Regions from separate parts of the Mus musculus genome. Here regions 1 and 2 are each linked to region 3. A link is a contact called in public Hi-C data. All regions are on one chromosome and are shown on one strand. Each heading gives the region's core, a stretch centred on a gene start, on an enhancer-like site or on the middle of the called end of the contact. The rest is flanking DNA. Distances are from core to core; before and after follow the strand shown.

Region 1 (3,338 bases), core at 716-3,215, 150 kb after region 3:
TCTCTGTTGGATGAAGTTTGTAAGAGACTAATTCCACACAATGTCTTTGAAGTTTAGATGAAGTCTACCTGACTAATCTTTAGCATACTCAACAGACCATAGTAAATGTTAGGAAATTTTGTTCTTGAAAACAGTGTTGTTAAGGTTACTTGTGTACTGAAAGCTCTGAGTTATTTTATTTCTGAGCTCTGGGCTCTTTTGTATTACTGAGTTCTCAGAGTCTCCCTTTGTGAATAGGTCTTTCTATTTTGGGTAACTTTAAATGAATTTGCACGAGGTGGGCAAATAATAATTTTATCTCAAGATACAGACAATCACAAATTTAAGAAAATCCTGTTTCATCATTATGAAATGGTTTTAAAATTTTTTTCTTCTTTTCTTTCACACATACAAAAAAGCTCAGCAGTTAGGGAATATATATTGAAGAAGTATGTACATATCATCTGTGCATATTTACATTGCCTGTAAGAAAAAGAAAATATTTACAAATGTACATTAAAGTTGGTAAGAAAAAAATTAAATAAGCCGGGCATGGTGGTGCACACATTTAATCCCAGCACTCGGGAGGCAGAGGCAGGTGGATTTCTGAGTTTGAGGCCAGCCTGGTCTACAAAGTGAGTTCCAGGATAGCCAGAGCTATACAGAGAATCCCTGTTTCGAAAAAGAAAAAACAAAAGAAAAAATATTGCTTTGAACACAAATGATACATATTATAAGTAGGTTATAATTTTATTTTTTATTTTACATTTTATTAGTATTACTTCATCACATTTATCATTTCTGTTTATGCATTTTCTGTAATAAACTAAAATTTCTAATTTTTATGTGTAAATCTGTTCAGGGTTTTTATATATTACATCTCATAAATTGTAGCTCTTACAATAATACCATAATAGAAGGCAATAGATGCATTAAATATCTAAGCTTTTTATTTTATTATTAAAAAAAATTGTGTCTCCCAGATGCACATGTTTGTATCTGCACATGAGTGCAGGCGCCTATGGAGGCCAGAAGAGGCTGTCAGGTCCTCTTGGACTTAAAGTTACAGGGGCTTGTGGTCTGTTTTACATGGATGCTGGGCACCCAATTTGCATCCTCTACAAGAGCAGTATGAGCACTTAACCACTGAGCCTTCTCTCCCACACCGCAAACTGAATAGTTAAAAATGTATATATGTGTCTATGAGGTCCAAGGAATCAGCCGCAGCACTGTTTTCTTTCCCTTACTGTAGTGACCATCAAAGAGGAGTACACTGGACAGAGACACATGGAACAGAGAAGCTTCGTTTAAGGTTGAAAATCAAAGTCATTCAAGAGAGCTAAATAGGGAAAAAGAGTAATAACCACCACTTATTTTCACAAGCAATAGTCAGATACCCACACAAGCTGATGGGCTCCGTACTGAGATCTGGAAACTGGAAATCATAAGCACAGACGGCCGAGCGCTTCCTCTTGCCCACTCTCTCTTCACTGCATGTGGACACAGGCACAGGGTAGAGATCACTCACTGTAAATAGACTACAATCTTTCCTCACTGTAGATTCCCAGATTACAAACACTTGGGAGCAGTACACCCTCGGGTTAGCCTCACACTTCCTATTCTTTGGCAGTGGTATCCTCAGCTTTCTTATGACCCGTTCTTGCTTTCCTCTAACTTGCACCTGGAACAAAAGAGTAAAAGGAAAAGCTAATCAAAAATATCACTGAGTCTAAAGAATGACATCACTAGAAAATACTCATCAGGATTTGCCTTTTGAAAGGAGCCAGCTACACTGGCTGATCCAAAGAATATTAAGAAATGACACTAATAGGATCCTTACACAATGCTTAGAATTCCTCCCTTTGCCAACGAAACATTTTGTAGTAACATTTAAAAATATAAACATTTTATTTTCCGCCTACACTGAAGAGAGCTGATTCACGATGCGCTTGCTGCCCCTCCCCACACCATATGTCTCTCCTCTGTTGTTGATTTCCTGTTGGCATTAAAAGGAGCAACACATAAGAAGGAAGGAGTGGTGAAGATGGTTGTAGATTCTGTGCTGAATTTCCTTAAAATCATGTGTCAGACTTTATTATAAAGCCATTTAAAATAAGCTGCAATCATTTCTTACAAAGTATGTACAATCAGTGTTGGGAGTTTCCATATTGCCTTCTCATCTCACCAATAGACCAGAAAAATGTAGATGGATTTGTTTACAACACAAGTAATGGTAATCCTGTGAGCAGTGGTAAGTCTTGTGATTCGATATTGAAGCCTACCATAACCAACTCCAGTGTTTAATACCAAGCATTTTATAATTCCTGAGAAATATTTCCCAAGATTAGTCCTTCCTTTTTTCCCTCTTGACAGTACTTCTTGGAGTTCATACAAGATCATTTAGGCACATCTGTGTTTAGTCTCTTGTTGATGTTTGTCAGGAAACTTTACAGTGTAAAGTCGGTTCACAGTTATGTTCATGGATGTCTGGGATAAGCCCCACCCATCGCACTAGGCTGTTACTTCCCTGGCTCATTTTCACAGGGATTTAGTTACATCTCAGAGGTGTTTCCCACACACTCTTGGTTTTCTTTGGACCTGGATTTCTCTCCATAGTACATTTTGATTTGCCATCTCAATGAGATGGCTGAAATTATATAACTTGGAACTGTTTCTGCATTAGATATAGATGATATACTATTTAAAAAAATCTTCAAAGCATTTCCATTGCTTGCATTTTAGCACAGTGATCAAAATGAGGTCAGGAGTTAAATTTGTGAATTAGGATGTCTTGCATATTTAACAAAGAGTAGAATAAACAATGCATGCTTAATATTGAAGGGAAAAATAATGGGAAGTGCTGGTATTATTAGTATACTTCTGCTTGATTTCAGAAATAAAATATTAGTTTTAGTGATTGTCAATATATGATTATTTCAACAAACCAAACATTATAGCAACTTGCATTATTTTTTCAATTTCATGACACTATTTCAGCTATAACTGTGGTTTATGCTATCGTTGGGGTTACGAAAAGCTTTCCTCGGCTTTGGGTTTCTTATCTTTACAAAGCCCAATTATAGGAGAGTAGATTCAGAGACCATATGGGAAGAATTTGGTAGGGAAGATGGCTGTTTATAGCAAGCAATGAAAGCCGTATGCAGTGAAAAAAAAATGTTGAGCAATGCCAACATTGATGACATTTTTATATCTTGAAGTAGAAATAATGAGTCCTAACCATCCATTCTTGTGTGTGGTCCATGTTCATAAGACAGGCCAAGAATACCTACTATTTATTTTGTCAGATTACAAATAATATGTATAAGGGTTAACATTTGTCCTATGTAGTTCTCTGTTCC
Region 2 (3,736 bases), core at 453-2,952, 250 kb after region 3:
ATACGCCTGCTTCTTTATTTCCTTTGGCTGTCCAAGATTACTCAACAAATGAGAGCACTTCCCTTCTTCCACAGATGTTGAGGGTCTTTTCGTTGGTAATAGAAATACTATGAAGAAGGTAAGGGGAACCGGTTAGAAATTTATCCATATCAGCCCATCTGTGCTGCCACAGCACGATACCACAGACTGAACACTGCACACACATCTCTCATGTTTCTGGATATAGATATTCACCATGAAATTCAAGTTTTTTTTCAGTCCATCTTCTAAGCTACAGGCTTTGTTCTTGCCTAGTTTACTGCTGTAGATGCACATGGCCTTCAGTCTGCATTCTTATGTAGAGATAAGCAGAGAAAGTGAGATGTATGCGGTCTTCAGGGTGTCTTTCTCTTTATATAAAAGTTTAGAAAATGATATAGGCTCTCTCCAAAGGCAGTCAAATTAGGTGATAAGAGCTTCAATGTGTGAATTAGGGGAGTCATAATTCAGTCTGTAGTATCACCCTGGACAGCATATCAAAGTATTTATTTTGAGTAGATACAAAAACAGAATACTGCCTAAAAGTTCTCTGAAATCAGCTTTCTCCATTTTCTCTCTACGGATGCATTTCTCCTGTTTATGTTGTACCCGCACTCTTTCTCCTCAGTTCAGTTGTTCCAAGAAATATAGAGCAATTGAGAGTCAAACTTGTGGTTTCCATCTACGAGAGTAGAAGTGTCTAGATCTATCCTTCTACACAGTCTCTGAGGTTTGGTATTCTGAACATTTGAATTCCTCAGCAATAATAGGATAGTTAGCAATACATGTGCATAGTTCAACAAGTTATGAAATGTCCTGAGACATCAGACATCAGGCAAAGCTGGCTCTATTCATGTGCTGGAATTTTTTTCAAAAGAGAAGTTTTTTTCAATTCCCTCAAGGGTCTCAGAACTCCAGTAAGATAAAGCCCACTTATCTCCGTTATTCGTGACAAAGGAAATTGCTGATAAGGACATGTGCATTTGTTTCTGACTATCCAGTGATGCCTGGATAGGAGGGCACCATCTTTCTTCTTATCTATGGCTAAGAAGAAATAGAATATTTTTATTTTTTGTTTATTACTGAACATATTGTTTTAAAGCAACAACATTTTCATCATCTGTCTTAGAGTTTGTTTGCTGTGATATCATTCCATGACCAAGAAAAAAAATGGAAGGGAAAGGATTTACTTACTCATATACTTTGAGGTCATGGTTCCTTATCGAAGGAACTGTGTATGTGTTTGCATGAACTCAAGGCAGGTGTCTGGAAGCAGGAATGGATGCAGAGGTCCTAAATGAGTGCTGATTGCTTGGCTTGCTTTTCATGAATTGTTCAGTCTACCAATCAAATCCATGGGTGGTACATGCCCACAGATTTCAGCCTTCCCATACCAATGGCCAATCAAAAAGAATGTAAAATAGGATTGTGCACAGACCAATATTCTAGGGTTATATTCTCAACTGAGGTCTTCTTTTTCCTAACGACTATAGCTTGTGTCAAGTTGACATAAAACTAGCCAGCATAATGTTTCTCTTTTTATATTTGCCTCCTTCTTCTGGTGGAGTGATTACCCTGAGTGTGGAAAGATCAATAAATTAATTTTTCATGAGTTCTGAATAATAGGTAATGCAACTACAGATTTGTAAATGAGGGTTTCTTCCTTCTTGAAAACCACCCGATAAACAGCTCAGAGAGGAAGGAACTGGGAACTAAGCCAGTGCTTTAGCAGCAGCAAGGAAATGACAACACTGTTAATCCTGTTAATGACAATGTCAAAAGTAGAGTTTATTCAAGGCCAACCTATTTAACCTTTGTTGTATATTGCATTTATTCCTTTGGGGAGTTCTGAACTTGAAACTATGGACAGATTTTTTCATAAATAAAACAATCGGATGCAGGCTTGGTGGATGCTCAGTCACGCTTGACTCCCTCTGTTCTTGTCAGACAGTGAGTCACTAAGTCCCTGAAATGCCCTCAGTTCTCCGTCTGCATTGCCTATTGATTCTTCCCTCCCTCCTTCTCTTCCATCTCAAATGTCATACTCTTCTGAATACACAAATCGCTGGGCTCCAAGGACTCTGAGTAGGTGACTTAGGACATGATGTGATCAGGCAAACATAATTATATCATCAAAAGAAAACATGTTATCCTCATCATAGGACTGCAAATCCACATGGTGACATGTCTTCTGCGGCTTAATAAAGGCACTGGTGATTCTATGCATTCTATTCAGCCAGGATGGCTTCCAGAATATAGCCACCCCTAGGGGGAAAGACGTTCAAAATAGTAACAAATGCTACATATTTGATAAAGGCATGATTTTTGATTCTCAGAGAGGCAAAATTGAATGTCTGATATTTCATCTCCAAACAATGTCTTTTTCCTTCCCCCAGGATGCTGAGAAGTAATCGAATAAGCTGTGTTGGGAACGACAGTTTCATAGGACTCGGCTCTGTGCGTCTGCTCTCTTTATATGACAATCAAATTACCACAGTGGCACCAGGAGCATTTGATTCTCTCCATTCATTATCCACTCTGTAAGCAGAAAAGCATTGCCTTCATCCAGTGGCTCTCCATCTTCCCAGTGCCATGACATAGTTATACTGCTCTTCACGTTGTAGTGACTCCCAGGCATAAAATTATGTTCGATGCTACTTCACAATGTAATTTCACTACTGAAGTGAATCATAATGTAAATATTTATGTTTATGTAAATATTATGTTAATACCATAAACATTATGGTACTAGGTGACCCCTGTGAAAGGGTCCTTGGACCCCTAAAAGGGGATATGATCCACAGGTTGAAAACTGCTGCTTTTATCTATGGCTTGCAATAGTGTATTATATTTCTTACCCTTAATTTTTAATTAATTGCTAAACATTCTATAACACTTAACCTTGTATTTAGGCATTTGTAAAAGGACAACCTTATCTTAGCCTTGCTTTAATTTTTCTAAAATTACTATGATGTTTATTACATAAAATTTGATATAGTATTTTTCAGCTAGTTGTTTTTATAATAATGGAGTTAATGATGTAGCTTAAATTTAGAATTATAAATTATTCTAACTTGAACAAGCAAATGTCCCAGATGTCCTCTCATATTCTAAACAATAAACATTTTAACATAAGTATTATAAAAACAGAATTGATAGATTTATTACCAACCATCTATACTCTAAAAGAATCATTCTTGGTGACAAGAGAATATAAAGATGAACAGATTGAAAGTAAAAGCTATTTACCAGAGGCCAATTACTATGACTTTGAAAAATTTGGACAGAATGAGTTGAGCCTATTTCAGGAAATATTTTATGTAGACAACTTGAAACTTGAGAATAGTTCTATGTCTACAAACAGAACTCAAAAAAAAAAAACGCTTAAAAATAAACTTTGAACAATGAATTCCAGGCCTTTTTTATGTCTCAACAAGTTGTTTGCTATCACAGCTCTATTAACTGATGGTTTCCCTGTCACAGCAGTTTCTAAGTCCTAACCTAATTCAACAGAATGGGGATAAAGGATAGTTAGGACAGTTCCATAAACATGTCTGAGACTGCTCAAGTCACTGAAACAAAGAAAGAGAATCAAGCATCCATTTATCAGTAGAGTACTTAATCCCTGTCCCACATCAAGTGTGACATTTTACATGGAGAGACTAATTTGTGCATATTAAAGATGGCATGTTTATAAATAATACGACTGTCAATAGGT
Region 3 (3,388 bases), core at 673-3,172:
CACAGACACACACACACACAGAAAGAGACAGAGAGAGACTCAAACCTGAATGTTGTTGCATCTAATTGCAGTGGTATTATTTATGAATATTTTGAATGTAGATTTCTGCAATTAAAATGCACATAAAACAATAAACCACGTGTAGTGGATAAACTTATCATGTTACCAATGACATGTCAAAGTTGAGACAGCAAATGAGTTAGTGCATGTAAAAACCATGCCTAAATTACATACTTTATTATTATAAAGAAAATTCACTAGTTGGGGGAATCCTTCATCAGTGACGATTTGTTTTGCAACAGACATGTGTTCTGTGTTTCAAGTCATAAGGAGACGTGACTATGGTGTCTCTTTTCTTTTCAAGGAAGTTAGTTATATAACAGACCTTTAAGCAAAAATCTAGAAGGACAAATGAATGCATGAATGTCAAATGTTCTGAAGTCTTTTTAAGAATGGTGCCATACAAATAAATGGCATTCAAATGAATAATACCAAGAGTTCCAATCTACTTTATGAGGGGACAGCCTGTCTTTGACAATATCTTCTGAAGGGCTTTTGGATCTCAGTGGCAGGCAAAATGACCTGAGAAAGATATCCTGAAAAAAAATTTTTTAAATAGGCAAAAATAAAGATGTTGGAGGGATTTCACGGTTCATATTTATGAAATAAAACACTGATCAGGAAACCTATTAAGTTACAGGTAGCTTGTTAAATGCCAAAAAATGCTAAAGAGAACTGGGCCGACTTCGCGGTCAAGGTTTGTCAGATATTTTATACGAATGATACTTTACTGTAAAACTGACTTTATGGTAGGGGCTGGCACAAAGTAGAACGTGACTACAGGCAAAGAAGATGAGGAAATTAAAAGCAAGGGAAGAAGCTGACTCATTTAGTTGTTATTTCAAACCTATAGCGGCGTTGGTGTCTGCTGAGAGATGCTGACTACTGCCAGACATCACACTGAAGAGACAAGAAGGAAGGAGGAAATTCATTTTCAAAACAGTGCAGGGGTGGGGATGGGGATGGGGGTAGGGGTGAGGTGGGGATGGGGGTGGGGTGTCCAGTTAGGCACTGAATTAAGGAAAGCCTTCTAGTATAATGGGCATCGCTAGGATTTACTTCCTCTTCCCTTTGCCAGCTAAGAGAGTAAAACCGTAGGGACCTATCCAAACCCTTGGAGTTGTGTGAGTTTGTATAGTGCCCACGCAACCAAATCCCTCACCATGGCGTTTTTTAAGTAAGTGATTATAAAGAAAGGGTTAACCGAAGACGGTGGCTTAGGGATGGGAAGGCCAGAGAGAAGGTTGAAAACACTACTCCCAACTTGCTACAACTCTAAACTTTGAAGCCACCCAAACAAAATGTGTGTGTGTGGGGGGGGGGGGGGGGATAAAATGCGCGCTCACGGAGGCAGATCTATTTCAGTAGAGTTTTCTTGTTTTGTTTTGTTTTTGTTTTAATTTTAAAATCATAATCTCGCTGTCTCTCTCTTTCTCTCTTTCAGTGTTGCAAGCCCAGAGCGGTCCCCTTTAGGATCGCGACTCAAAAAGCTACAACAGAGGCTCTGCCTTCTCCATTTATTTATGAGCTGTCCTCAAAGCTGCCCCTCTCCTCGTTCTCCCGCTGGGAACCTCGGTTTCTGGGCTCTGGTCAGCTCTGAGGCCAAGGAGTTGTGTGGAGGAGACCCGAGCTCTTCTTTCTGGTGGCCAAGTTTGCTGGATCCTAGGAGTCTGGGCGCGAGCAGGGGCGTACGGGAACGCGCGCCGCTGTCTGCAGCCGGAGCTGCCAGCCTGGGCCTCACCTCTCCCGGGCGAGGTGCAGGCTTTCCGCGCGCGGCCAGGGGGCGGGGCGAGGCTTGCGGGGGCGGAGCCAAGGGCGGGGGCTCCGGCTGCTATATAAAGACCGGCGGCCGCTTTAACTTCGGACTTGGGCTTATTTATTTACGGAGCGCCTGGACGGCGGAGGCTGGAGGAGGCGGCGGCTGTGGCTGCCGCAGACGGTGGTTTAAAAAAAGGAGGAGAAGGAGGCGGCGGCGGCGGCGAGGGATGGGAGCGCCCAGGCTTCAGGGCGCAGGCCGGAGCTGCCGAGCTTTCCTGAGGCTGCGGGAGTACTGAGGAGAAAAAGGGGACGTCCCGGGGGCCCACAGGCGACTCCAGAGGCGCGGACTGGGGTCTTTTTGTTTGGCTGCGCTCAGCGCCCAGCAGCCAGAGCGGACAACTCCAGTTACAACAACAACCCACCTTCCAGCAGCCAGGCGAGACTTAGGCTGCGGAGTCCGTCCTATTGTTTAGACACTTGCCTGGGGCTCTGGAGCGCCAGTCCCTGCTCAGTCTCCGCCTTCCCTCTCTCTCCACTTTCCTCCCGGGAACCGCGAGTGCCGAAAGCCTCCCTGAGAGGGGAAGGGGCTGGAAGCCAAGCGCTGCCTAGTCTGTGGTCGCCGAGTCAGGTGCAACGTCCGGGGCTAAGCGGCATCTCAACGTCTGCGGCTGGACTCCTCCCGTGACAGTGGGTGACCGGATCCAACGCCTGGGGAAACTTCCTGCACTTTGAGGCTGAGGACCCACTTGTAGGGGCTGCCCGAGGGGTGGCTGAGAGGCTGCATACAGCAGGACGTCGCTGTTGGCTGTTGTTTCTTCTACCTGTGCCGTCAGGTGTGTGCTGCGGAGCTGCGGCGTATCCCGGAGACCAGAGTGGCTGACAAGAGCGCGCACACTCTACTGCCATTCGGTTGTCGCCTGGGGTCTGCCAGGGTAGCAGATCCCCATCTTTCTGCCTTCTACCTAGTAGTCATCCATCAGGGCACAGTAGCAGCACTGGCATCGCGGACACCTAGTCTTTGCTTTGCTCTTCTGGGCTCGCCTATCTGCAAATCTTGCCCAAGCTAGAGGACCTTTCCTACTCAACTTGGCTTACTGGATTTTTCCCCACTGCAGGAGTGAGGACTAGTGGATATTCCTGCAAGGCTGCAGCAGTCCGACTGCCCTTTTGTCTCTCTGTGTGACCTCAGGGGCAGGCCCTGGTGCAGAGCGTCGCCAAGGACGCCGGGAGGGAGGCGGGATTGCCAAGATATCCTCCAGTGAAGTGCATGTGTGTGTGCAAGCCATCCTTGGCTGTCGGGAAGTGGAGAAGACGGTTGAGGCTGCTGCTGTGCCGCAGGAGTGGAGAGGCCCCGGGAGCTGAGCCCTGAGCCCCGCATCACCGCCCGGCACCCCCAAGGCTGTCTGAATACCCGGTGCGCCCCCACGCGCGCCATGACCAGTCTCTCCGAGGGCTCTGCTTTGGACCTGCCAGGCCCTTGCGCCTTCTAGCTTCGGGGGAATCCACTTTGATCAGGGCCACCATTACTGTTTAAGTTCCCTCCTCAGCCTTGTACTCTTTCCACTGGAAT

The links. A called contact is a pair of places that touch in the nucleus more often than the background predicts.
Region 1: a Hi-C map of ventral hippocampal neurons shows a contact between it and region 3, with 2.5 times the contacts expected there. The contact joins the enhancer-like site here to the promoter of Slit2 in region 3. A contact is called at or near these places in 7 of 39 promoter capture datasets (the 3T3-L1 cell line, 3T3-L1-derived adipocytes, cancer-associated fibroblasts and 3 more), 29 of 484 Hi-C or Micro-C datasets (the 3T3-L1 cell line, 3T3-L1-derived adipocytes, the C2C12 cell line and 14 more), 6 of 115 datasets of contacts at active chromatin or transcription factors (the NIH/3T3 cell line, PVALB interneurons, craniofacial prominence and 3 more) and 1 of 9 other capture datasets (liver).
Region 2: a contact with region 3 is called in a Hi-C map of the N1E-115 cell line, with 6 times the contacts expected there. The contact joins the enhancer-like site here to the promoter of Slit2 in region 3. A contact is called at or near these places in 2 of 39 promoter capture datasets (the 3T3-L1 cell line and cranial neural crest), 14 of 484 Hi-C or Micro-C datasets (the C2C12 cell line, the N1E-115 cell line, adipose-derived mesenchymal stem cells and 9 more), 6 of 115 datasets of contacts at active chromatin or transcription factors (embryonic forebrain, embryonic midbrain, embryonic stem cells and 2 more) and 2 of 9 other capture datasets (adipose tissue and pancreatic islet).

Annotation. Positions count from the first base shown.
Region 1 is chr5:48,128,231-48,131,568 of GRCm38.p6, forward strand. All of the region lies in intron 4 of Slit2 (slit guidance ligand 2), which reads left to right. Among named protein-coding and RNA genes, the nearest start is that of Mir218-1, 94 kb to the right of the region's middle. Within about 2 kb of position 1,966, at least 3 of the 459 cell types and tissues checked have an H3K27ac peak or open chromatin away from gene starts, as enhancers often do. A contact at or near this core is called in ventral hippocampal neurons, where this site is marked.
Region 2 is chr5:48,232,924-48,236,659 of GRCm38.p6, forward strand. It overlaps Slit2 (slit guidance ligand 2), which reads left to right. Exons shown (of 36, transcript NM_178804.5): 18 at 2,415-2,558. Among named protein-coding and RNA genes, the nearest start is that of Mir218-1, 11 kb to the left of the region's middle. Within about 2 kb of position 1,703, at least 4 of the 459 cell types and tissues checked have an H3K27ac peak or open chromatin away from gene starts, as enhancers often do. A contact at or near this core is called in the N1E-115 cell line, where this site is marked.
Region 3 is chr5:47,981,233-47,984,620 of GRCm38.p6, forward strand. Slit2 (slit guidance ligand 2) reads left to right here and starts at 1,923. Exons shown (of 36, transcript NM_178804.5): 1 at 1,923-3,388.